Linked DNA regions of Mus musculus: all the other regions are linked to region 2. The links are chromatin contacts, called in public HiChIP or PLAC-seq maps. All regions are on one chromosome and are shown on one strand. The core of a region is the stretch at or near the end of the contact, and the rest is flanking DNA. Distances in the headings are between cores, read along the strand shown. Region 1 has its middle 200 kb from the start of Sema6d. Region 2 has its middle 130 kb from the start of Gm39920. Region 3 has its middle 77 kb from the start of Sema6d.

The links. HiChIP or PLAC-seq counts read pairs in DNA pulled down with a chosen protein or histone mark.
Region 1: a contact with region 2 is called in an H3K27ac HiChIP or PLAC-seq map of bone marrow-derived dendritic cells, with 3 times the contacts expected there. The contact joins two enhancer-like sites. A contact is called at or near these places in 1 of 15 datasets of contacts at CTCF or cohesin (pro-B cells), 6 of 484 Hi-C or Micro-C datasets (B cells, the C2C12 cell line, adipose-derived mesenchymal stem cells and 3 more) and 3 of 115 datasets of contacts at active chromatin or transcription factors (bone marrow-derived dendritic cells, heart atrium and trophoblast stem cells).
Region 3: a contact with region 2 is called in an H3K27ac HiChIP or PLAC-seq map of bone marrow-derived dendritic cells, with 4 times the contacts expected there. The contact joins two enhancer-like sites. A contact is called at or near these places in 1 of 15 datasets of contacts at CTCF or cohesin (pro-B cells), 1 of 484 Hi-C or Micro-C datasets (cranial neural crest) and 1 of 115 datasets of contacts at active chromatin or transcription factors (bone marrow-derived dendritic cells).

The regions. Positions count from the first base shown.
Region 1 is chr2:124,454,834-124,457,535 of GRCm38.p6, reverse strand. It overlaps a transcript of Sema6d not described here. Among named protein-coding and RNA genes, the nearest start is that of Sema6d, 200 kb to the left of the region's middle. Within about 2 kb of position 1,310, at least 5 of the 459 cell types and tissues checked have an H3K27ac peak or open chromatin away from gene starts, as enhancers often do. A contact at or near this core is called in bone marrow-derived dendritic cells, where this site is marked.
Region 2 is chr2:124,926,013-124,928,821 of GRCm38.p6, reverse strand. No RefSeq gene overlaps it. Among named protein-coding and RNA genes, the nearest start is that of Gm39920, 130 kb to the right of the region's middle. Within about 2 kb of position 1,266, at least 23 of the 459 cell types and tissues checked have an H3K27ac peak or open chromatin away from gene starts, as enhancers often do. A contact at or near this core is called in bone marrow-derived dendritic cells, where this site is marked.
Region 3 is chr2:124,574,850-124,577,791 of GRCm38.p6, reverse strand. It overlaps a transcript of Sema6d not described here. Among named protein-coding and RNA genes, the nearest start is that of Sema6d, 77 kb to the left of the region's middle. Within about 2 kb of position 1,566, at least 9 of the 459 cell types and tissues checked have an H3K27ac peak or open chromatin away from gene starts, as enhancers often do. A contact at or near this core is called in bone marrow-derived dendritic cells, where this site is marked.

The DNA.
Region 1 (2,702 bases), core at 61-2,560, 470 kb after region 2:
CTTGTCTCCTCTGTGATTCTAAATCCTATCAAGTTGTCAATGGAGATTAGACCATCACAATAGCCTGTCTGATAACAGCTATTGTAGAGGCCTGAGTTTGAAGTAGGCGTTTCTAGTGAAAATCTTTGCATTTCTTCTTTTTGTTTTTGCTTTTGTTTTTTGTTTTTAAATCATGCTGTCTTACTCCAAAAAAACCAATGTTAGCTTTGGGAAATAAAAGTATGTAGATAATTATAACTAAGCAAAAGACTCAGGAGTGGGATTCTCTGAATAACTTTCGAGCCCTTTCTAGAAGGTTTATATTAGGCCAAGCCACTCCATGGCCACTCCACTTACTGCTGGGAGAATCACTTCAAATGTTTCTTTCAGCCTCCCCAATGACCTCACCATGAAGAGCACAGAGCGTGTAGAAAAGCGCGAAAGGGGAGAGGGTGTGATCTCTCTTTTCTCAGCAACACCTTGCTTTCTTACTTCATTTAGAAATCTGCCAGGGTGGATCCCTGGATATGGCAGTCTCTACATGGTCCATCCTTTCATCTCAGCTCCAAACTTTGTGTCTGTAACTCCTTCCATGGGTGTTTTGTTCCCAATTCTAAGGAGGGGCATAGTGTCCACACTTCAGTCTTCTCTTGTGAGACTATGCCGGGGCCTAGCAAACACAGAAGTGGATGCTCACAGTCAGCTAATGGATGGATCACAGGGCTCCCAATGGAGGAGCTAGAGAAAGTACCCAAGGAGCTAAAGGGATCTGCAACCCTATAGGTGGAACAACATTATGAACTAACCAGTACCCCGGAGCTCTTGACTCTAGCTGCATATGTATCAAAAGATGGCCTAGTTGGCCATCACTGGAAAGAGAGGCCCATTGGACACGCAAACTGTATATGCCCCAGTACAGGGGAACGCCAGGGCCAAAAAAAAAAAAAAAAAAACAAAAATGGGAATGAGTGGGTAGGGAAGTGGGGGAACTCAAGGTTGGCAGAGCTTCAAGGTATGCTCATTCCCAGTTCCTGTTTGTAAAAGGTTTCTCATCTCAAATGGACTCCCACTTACCATAAAGCAGAAGTCTCAAAATAATGTGCCTCAAAATTCCTCTGTGTCATCCTTCACCTTGGGAAACCCGCTTGTTCTGAAATATGTGGGGGCTTGCCTTGGGTTCTTAAACTTTAATACATGAACATTTTGTGGATCAGTGACATATAGTTGGTTCTTGATTCAGTTCAAGTGAACACATTATGGACTTCCTGCCTCTCCCCCATCTGTCTCATACCCTTCTCAGGTCTCTGGGAGGCGAATTTCCCTATATTCAACCAAGTGGGCCTCTCATGAAGAACAGAGCAGGTCATAGCCCAAACTCTGTGATCCAGACATTGTGACTGTCCTCAGACCTTTGAAGACTGGGAAATGTAGAGATTATAAAGCTGGAAGTGACCTCAAGAGATGACCTCATCCAGCCATCTGCCTTTGTCATCTGTCAGACGTTATCTCAATTTTCAGGATGAGGTAACTGGGACTTTGGGAGGTGATGTGACCAACCCAAGGTCATGTACTCAGGAAGTGAGCTGAGCATGGTGGCCTACATCCAGGCAAAATAAACTGCTCCTTTCATTAGGCAATTAGCTTTTCTTTTGTGATAGTTAAGAAAATGCTCAGAATTTTCAAATTAAGCTGTAAACCAAGAAAAAGTGGTACAGAAATGAGGTTGAGAGTTAAAGAGGAAACCAAGGTAAGAGGGGCTCCCAGTGAAAAGTGGAAGGACAAAGATGGTAAAGTTTGCTGATTTTGTACAGAATAAATTGTAAAAACGGTATTTTATATTTTGAGTGGTCTTTAGAATTTTGTTATAATGAATGTGGGGGGGAGGAGAGAAAATAATATACACATTATATTTATTATTTCACTTGATTCCCCTTTGAAGAAAACTAATAAGAATGAAACTAACAGTTTCCCAGTCCCTCCCCCTCAAACACCACGTTTCATGTAGTTTACGAATCTGTGTCATAAACTAGAAAATACCCCCATAGTACCTGGCATAGCATCCTAAAGTCAAATACATTGGTGCTTTTTATCCCCAAATATGCATTTTTCTCATTAAAGGGATTAGATAAAGAGTATAAAAAGTATACATCAGTTCAAGCAAGGTCCTTGCAGACAACCAAGTTCAGAGCAGGTCAGGTTTTGACATTAAATGAGTTATTTTAAAACCAAGTTCTGTTTTGAGAGATTTCTGGAATTTGAAAATGCTGGCTGATAAAGGATTGGGGATCCAAATTAATATCCGGAATTCTTATCCTATCATGTGCAAAGAAACAGAGGCTTAGAGTCTAACTAATTATCTAAGTTCTCACAGTTGAGAGCCAGCAAGGGAACCCATAGCAAAAGCCCCAGCCCCACTCACTGTCCTTATGGTTGCCTCTGGGGACAGCTTTTTCCTCTCAAAGAGACCAGAGTACACTGTGAGGGCAGGGTGACCCTCACTTTGATGTATATACATGCATATACACTAAAGTCCCAAGAATGGATACATTATAAATGAGCATTAAGGAAACTATGGATATCTTGGAGGCTGTGTCAGACTGAAACCTCTCAAAAAGAGGTATGTCAAATTTAACCAGTTTTATACTTGCCAGTAGGAAATGATTGCGTGTGTCTGCACCAGTCTTTTGTGGGAGAGTGAAGAAGAGTGTGAGGTGTTTCATTAT
Region 2 (2,809 bases), core at 17-2,516:
GTTCTTGACTACTGTGGAACGGAGTTGCTCAAAGGTACAGGAGTAAGTGAGCCAACTTTGAGACTTTTACTGTTTATGAAAATGTTACTTTAATAAAACAAATCTCCCATAAATTAAACATTTACTATCTCCCTAAGCTTAGAGCCTGCAGGTGGCAGTGTCTTCCTTCTCTATGCACAGTCAGCCCAGGCTTATTTCCCCTGAATGCATAGCAGACTTCCAGATCATACCACCCACCACAGCCTGGGATGGGTGGGACTGGGCAATGGCATCTAGAATTCTGAGAACTGTATCATTCCAGAGTAATGCATGAGGATTTGGAGCTTTTGAAAATGTTTTTATTTTTCTAGTTACATTTTTATCCCTTGCACAAGGCCCTCATACTGTGAGTAGCTGGAAACTAGACACAGAGGAACATACCACGCTGGCTTTAGGAGTTCAGTCTTGAGTGAATGTTCTTCACAGCGGAGGCTTCAGGCTTCCAAAGCATCCTTTGATGCAGAAAAGTTGGGGGTGAGAAGAAACATCCAGGGAAAAATATTCTAGGAACGGCATCACAGAAATGCCAAAGGGAGAGACAAACAAGTCTGCGATTGTCGCCGAAGAACCCCCAGAGATTACGCACGAATTCACTATTTCTGTATGACCCAGGTCTTGCAGATGGCCTGTGGTCACAAGGTCTCCATTTTGTCAGCAGTCAGTGACACACAGAGAGAAATTTCCCTCTGCTTTCAACCCTGTGATGCAATCATCGCTGCAGTATGATACACTCAGGACTCCCTTCTTCCTCCCAAGAGCCCACACTGGTACCTATTACTTATGGCTTCTCTGTCTTCACCCTCTGAAGCCAAGCGAAGGTCAGTGAATTGCATTTTGATTAGTCTTCCTGACTCCATCCCTCTCTTACAAACTTAAACTGTTGTCTCCAAGTTTTCAACAGAAAGAGACGGAACTCCCTGGCGATGCTCCAGCTCCAGGATGGAGAACTCCTTTCATACATGGTTTCTCAGTCTCCTCATCATATCCTTCTTTCTGCATTTGCTGGAACCCTAAACAAACCTTAACCAAAATAACGGTAGACATTTGCCTTTGTACATTTTGTTCCTTTTGAAAACAATATTACTTGTTTTCCAAGATTAAATGTCCACGGCGGAATAGTTTCCTCATTCTCCTACATGGTCGAGCTATCATTCCGTAGAGCCTACATCGCTCTGCAGTGTGATGTGCCTTCTCACACTAGAGGGAAGTGCCTGCAGCACACTGTAGGTGGAAGTGACTTCAACACACTGTAGTGTGATGTGTGTGTTTACCAGTTGCTTCTGACTCTTAGCCTGGTTTTACTTCCTTCCATTGCCCACTGATAAAACGACTAGCTTTTTTCTTAACATTTTCACTTATATTACAATTAGAGAATTAATAGAGACTTAGTTCTTTGACAAATTTTATCTTAAGAATATTTTAATGAATTAAATTTGTTCCCTGACACTTCATACCTGTATACAATGTGTTCTAATTACCCTCGCCTCCCACTCCTGTCAACCTGCCGGCCTCCCTTTTCCAGGTGTCCTTTTGTTTTATTTTGTGACCCACTGAGTCTTTAATCACAGACTTGGAACTCTCCACTGGAGCCTGGTGGGCTCACCAGTGGGTACCCAACTAAAGGCAATGTCTCTCCCTCCACCTGCTTCTGTTTGTAGCCAGTATTCAACAGGGAGGAGCAGGGTCCCACAGGGCCCTCCCTACCATGACTGACTGCTGACAGGGCAAGTCTTGTACAGGAAATTGCAGAAAATAAAGAGAAAGGGGACTGTTTTATTCTTCTTCATACCCTAAGGCCCAGCAGAGAGGTAGGCAGTGGATGATAAATAAGTGTGCCTGTGCTTCTAATCAATTAATCCTCCTTGAGATAGCACTTTCTTCGCTTTCCCTAGTGAAACCTCCTTTTTCTACCTTAGACTTTCCCCTTCTGGGCATTATTTGACTTGGCAAGTCAATAAAATGGCTTGACTTTTATAAGAGAGAGGTTGGTGTGAAGAGAAAGGCAGAAATGTTGATGCAAAGACTCGTGGGAAGTGAACTGCTAGTTTCCACGGGTCCTGAGTGTCACCAACATCGTTTTCAGCCTCATCACTGTCACCTGTTGTTCCAGACATCTTTTTTTGCCTTCTTAGATAAATTGACCTTTTTTTTAATAATCACGCTTCAAATGTCTTTTTTTTTTTTAACTTCATCCCCTGTTCTATGTTCTATTGCATTAGTAATACAGCACGGCCAGTGTGCACTTTGCCCGCTGTCTTCAGCAGCTGACCTAAAGGGAGGTTTTGAACATGGCCCTGTTTTAATGTGAAGGTCTGGCTCAGTGTGCATTTAAATTCACCTGTGCTATTGGTTCCTTCTTCCTCCAGGCTGAAGGTCTGTGTCTCTCGGAACATGTCATAGGCTCTCCTGATCCCTGAGTACACAACGCTGTCCAGTGGTACATGTTAGCACTACTCCTTATGATCCCTGAGCACACACCACTGTTCATTGGTGAGTGTTAGCACTACTCCCTGTGATGATGAGGGAGGAATACAGAGAAACCCAGAGGCAGGCAATTGTGGGAAGGCCCCATGCCAAGAATGTTAAACAGTCTTCATAAGGTGACACTTGGTCAGCTAACCTGGGTCATCAATGTCAATGATGATGGTGAAGCGTAGCTCTCATTGTAGCTGTGGGAGACGAAGAAAAGACAGTGCAGTGTCATATCCTTTCATCCTAACATTTGGGTAGTGGGGGCCAGAGGAACCCAAGTTCAATGCCAGCCTGAGAG
Region 3 (2,942 bases), core at 317-2,816, 350 kb after region 2:
CCACATACAAATGTACTGTTGAGCAAGGGAGATGTGAGCAGATATCACTGACAGGCCCAGCAGTGTACAACCAACATAATTTTTGTTTTGAGGCATGGGAAGGGCATTGTGTCCACACCCCTTCCTTCTAGACGCTCCTTATCCCGTGTGAGCATTTAAGGAATAGAAAGTCCATTACACACGCAGTGATTCAATATGGCTTATCCATGACTCAGAATTGGTTTGATCTACCTTTTTCAACTTGCACAGCCAGGCAGGACTCATTTTCTTTGTCTTCCTCTGAAGTCCTCATTCCTTTTTGAAAAGTTCTTTCAGCCCACCAGATAGGCATGTGATACATTTGCTGAGCTGAGGTATATGGGTAATTTGTGATTAGAAATTCTACTCAAGGATACTTACTAGGTGTATGGGCTGTTAGCTTTAGGGACCTCAGCAAATAGTGTGCCATGTCTTGATCTTCCAGGGAGGAAACTCGGGACAGTTGGGTGGGTTGTCAGCTACATCTCAAAATTGTATATGCACTAAGAACTCAGAAGTGCCATGCCATCTTTCAGGGAATCCACGGAAGTAATTTGGCCTTACTGATGTTTCTCACACATATCACGCTGAATCACAGATGTAAGGCTGGAAAGTACCTTAAAGGCATACTCTCTTTTCTCTCTGTCTGAACTTGTCATTGTCTCTACCAAATCCTCCTAGGCCTTCTGCAACCCCAGAAAAACCCCTGTGTGGTGAGGAACATACTGACCTTCACAGCCTTACTATTGCCTGTTGATTACATAAATACATAGTCTTCTCAATTCAGCTTTATGTGACCGATTTTCTAATAACTGAACACTCGCATTTGCTTTGAGAGCCCTTGGATTCACCTTGGTCTTTGGGCTTTTCATTCCTGATCCCTTTTGTGAGGCTTCTGTCATGTTGTCCAATAGATTGTCTGATGCATAGCCTGGTCTGACCAGAAAAAACTTGAGCATAATGATTTTAGGACTAGGTATTTCGCCAGACACCATTAACATTTCCCCCCAATAGAACTATTAGATTGCTGACTCTATTTATTCACTATAGTTTCAAACCCTATTCTCTAGCCTCATTCAGATCCATTGCTTTGATTACAGCACTATACATATTAACACACACACACACACACACACACACACACATATACATATCTTACATATGTAGATCATTCAGTGAGTTTAGATTTCACTCCACTGCCATCACGACTCTTAGGACTAGCCTTACCTTGGTCACCTCTACTTGCAAAAACGGGAATATCAAATTTGGCACATCTTAGATTTTGATCACTATTTGCTTTCCTCTATCTTCTGCTCCCTAAATAATCTGCTTGCCTTGACTATGATGATGAGACACACCACCATCATATGACAGGAGATGCAGTTCAGAAACCCTGCCACTCAGCTGTGGGTCTTCCCTGTTCCCGCAGAACTCACAAAATTCACTTGTTTTTTCCCCAGAAATTTTGACTTCCATCTTGTGGTTTGTTCCTGGCTGTCAGTCTGTCTTGCCTGGGTCTCGCTTCTACTTTCCAACAGTGCCCAGGTTCCTCTTTCTAGGGCTCTTATCATATTACTTCCTTTTAAAAACTGCTCAGTAAGCTCCCCTTCTTCTTACAATAAAATCTAATCACTTAACATTTTAGAGACCTCCCCTATGTGGCTGACTGTACATTCTCTCAGTTCCTTTAGGAAGTCATGCTATACTCTGCTTTATCAGGAACATTCCACTGTGCCCCTCTCTCCTACTTCCAAGTCATTTTTTTCTTTTAAGACTACAGTGTAAATGTCACTGATTGGAGGTGTGGAAGCCATCTTCAGACAATTCTGCACCCCAGCACAGTTTATCCTGTCATAACACCTGGCTTGACACTTAAACTCTGCTACTTTATTGGACTGCTTCATTAGTGGGTTCCATGTACTGTGACATAGGCAGGCATCACCTTAGGTACATACAGTGCCTAGTATGGGGGCAGGTAGAACAGGTGTTTAGAATTTTCCCATAGAAGGAACAAAGTGCTGCTGTCAACATTTATATTTCTAGCTTTGCTCAGTGCCTAAGACTTTCTTTATGAGTATCTAAACTGTCATTATTAGCAGCATAACATGTATGTATATATGAATATATAAATACACAATACACATAAAAATAAACACACAAATATATATTTGAGATGGGATGCTGTTATGCAGTCCACATCAAGCTTAAATTTGCAATCATCTTGGCTCAGCTGCTCAAGTATGCGTGGCTCACCAACAATGTTAATAAGACAATAATTTGCTTATTCATTAAAGGGATGGACACATATGTCGAGGTGATGCTGAGAGGTATTTGATTTGTGGTTGGAGAACCAGAGGCACTGGGAGAGGGGAAGATGAGGATAGATTTAGCCCTGGGATTTGCCTCTGAGCCTCACAAATGAGTGACGTTGCATGATGCCTTTTCTTCACCCATGATGCTAGTGGCTACGATAGATGCACAAACATTGTGTGTGTGTGTGTGTGTGTGTGTATTACGCACATGTTACACGTTTTAAAGATGTCTTTTCTTGGAGAATTTCTTGGGTTTTTTTTCTTTTATAGTATTTGATGTTGGTCTGACCATGATTAGATGACTGATATTTCCTGTCTAGGAATGAAACTACTATCCACTGAAGCCATTGTAAAACTTTCAGAAGTTTTGAGCATAATTAAGTGACCCTTCTAAAATATCTAAATACTTAATGCATTTTCTCTTTTTGTGAATTCAATGACTTATATCATTTTACTAGTGAAGTATTAAAAATAATTTATAATATGACTCCTTGTAAGAGCCAGTCAGATATATAAATAATTGAACAAGTGACCTAAAGACCTGTTACTTACATATCTTAACACCCTGCAGGAATATCTTACCTCCTGCTTTCCAATTGTGCCATAGTTAGG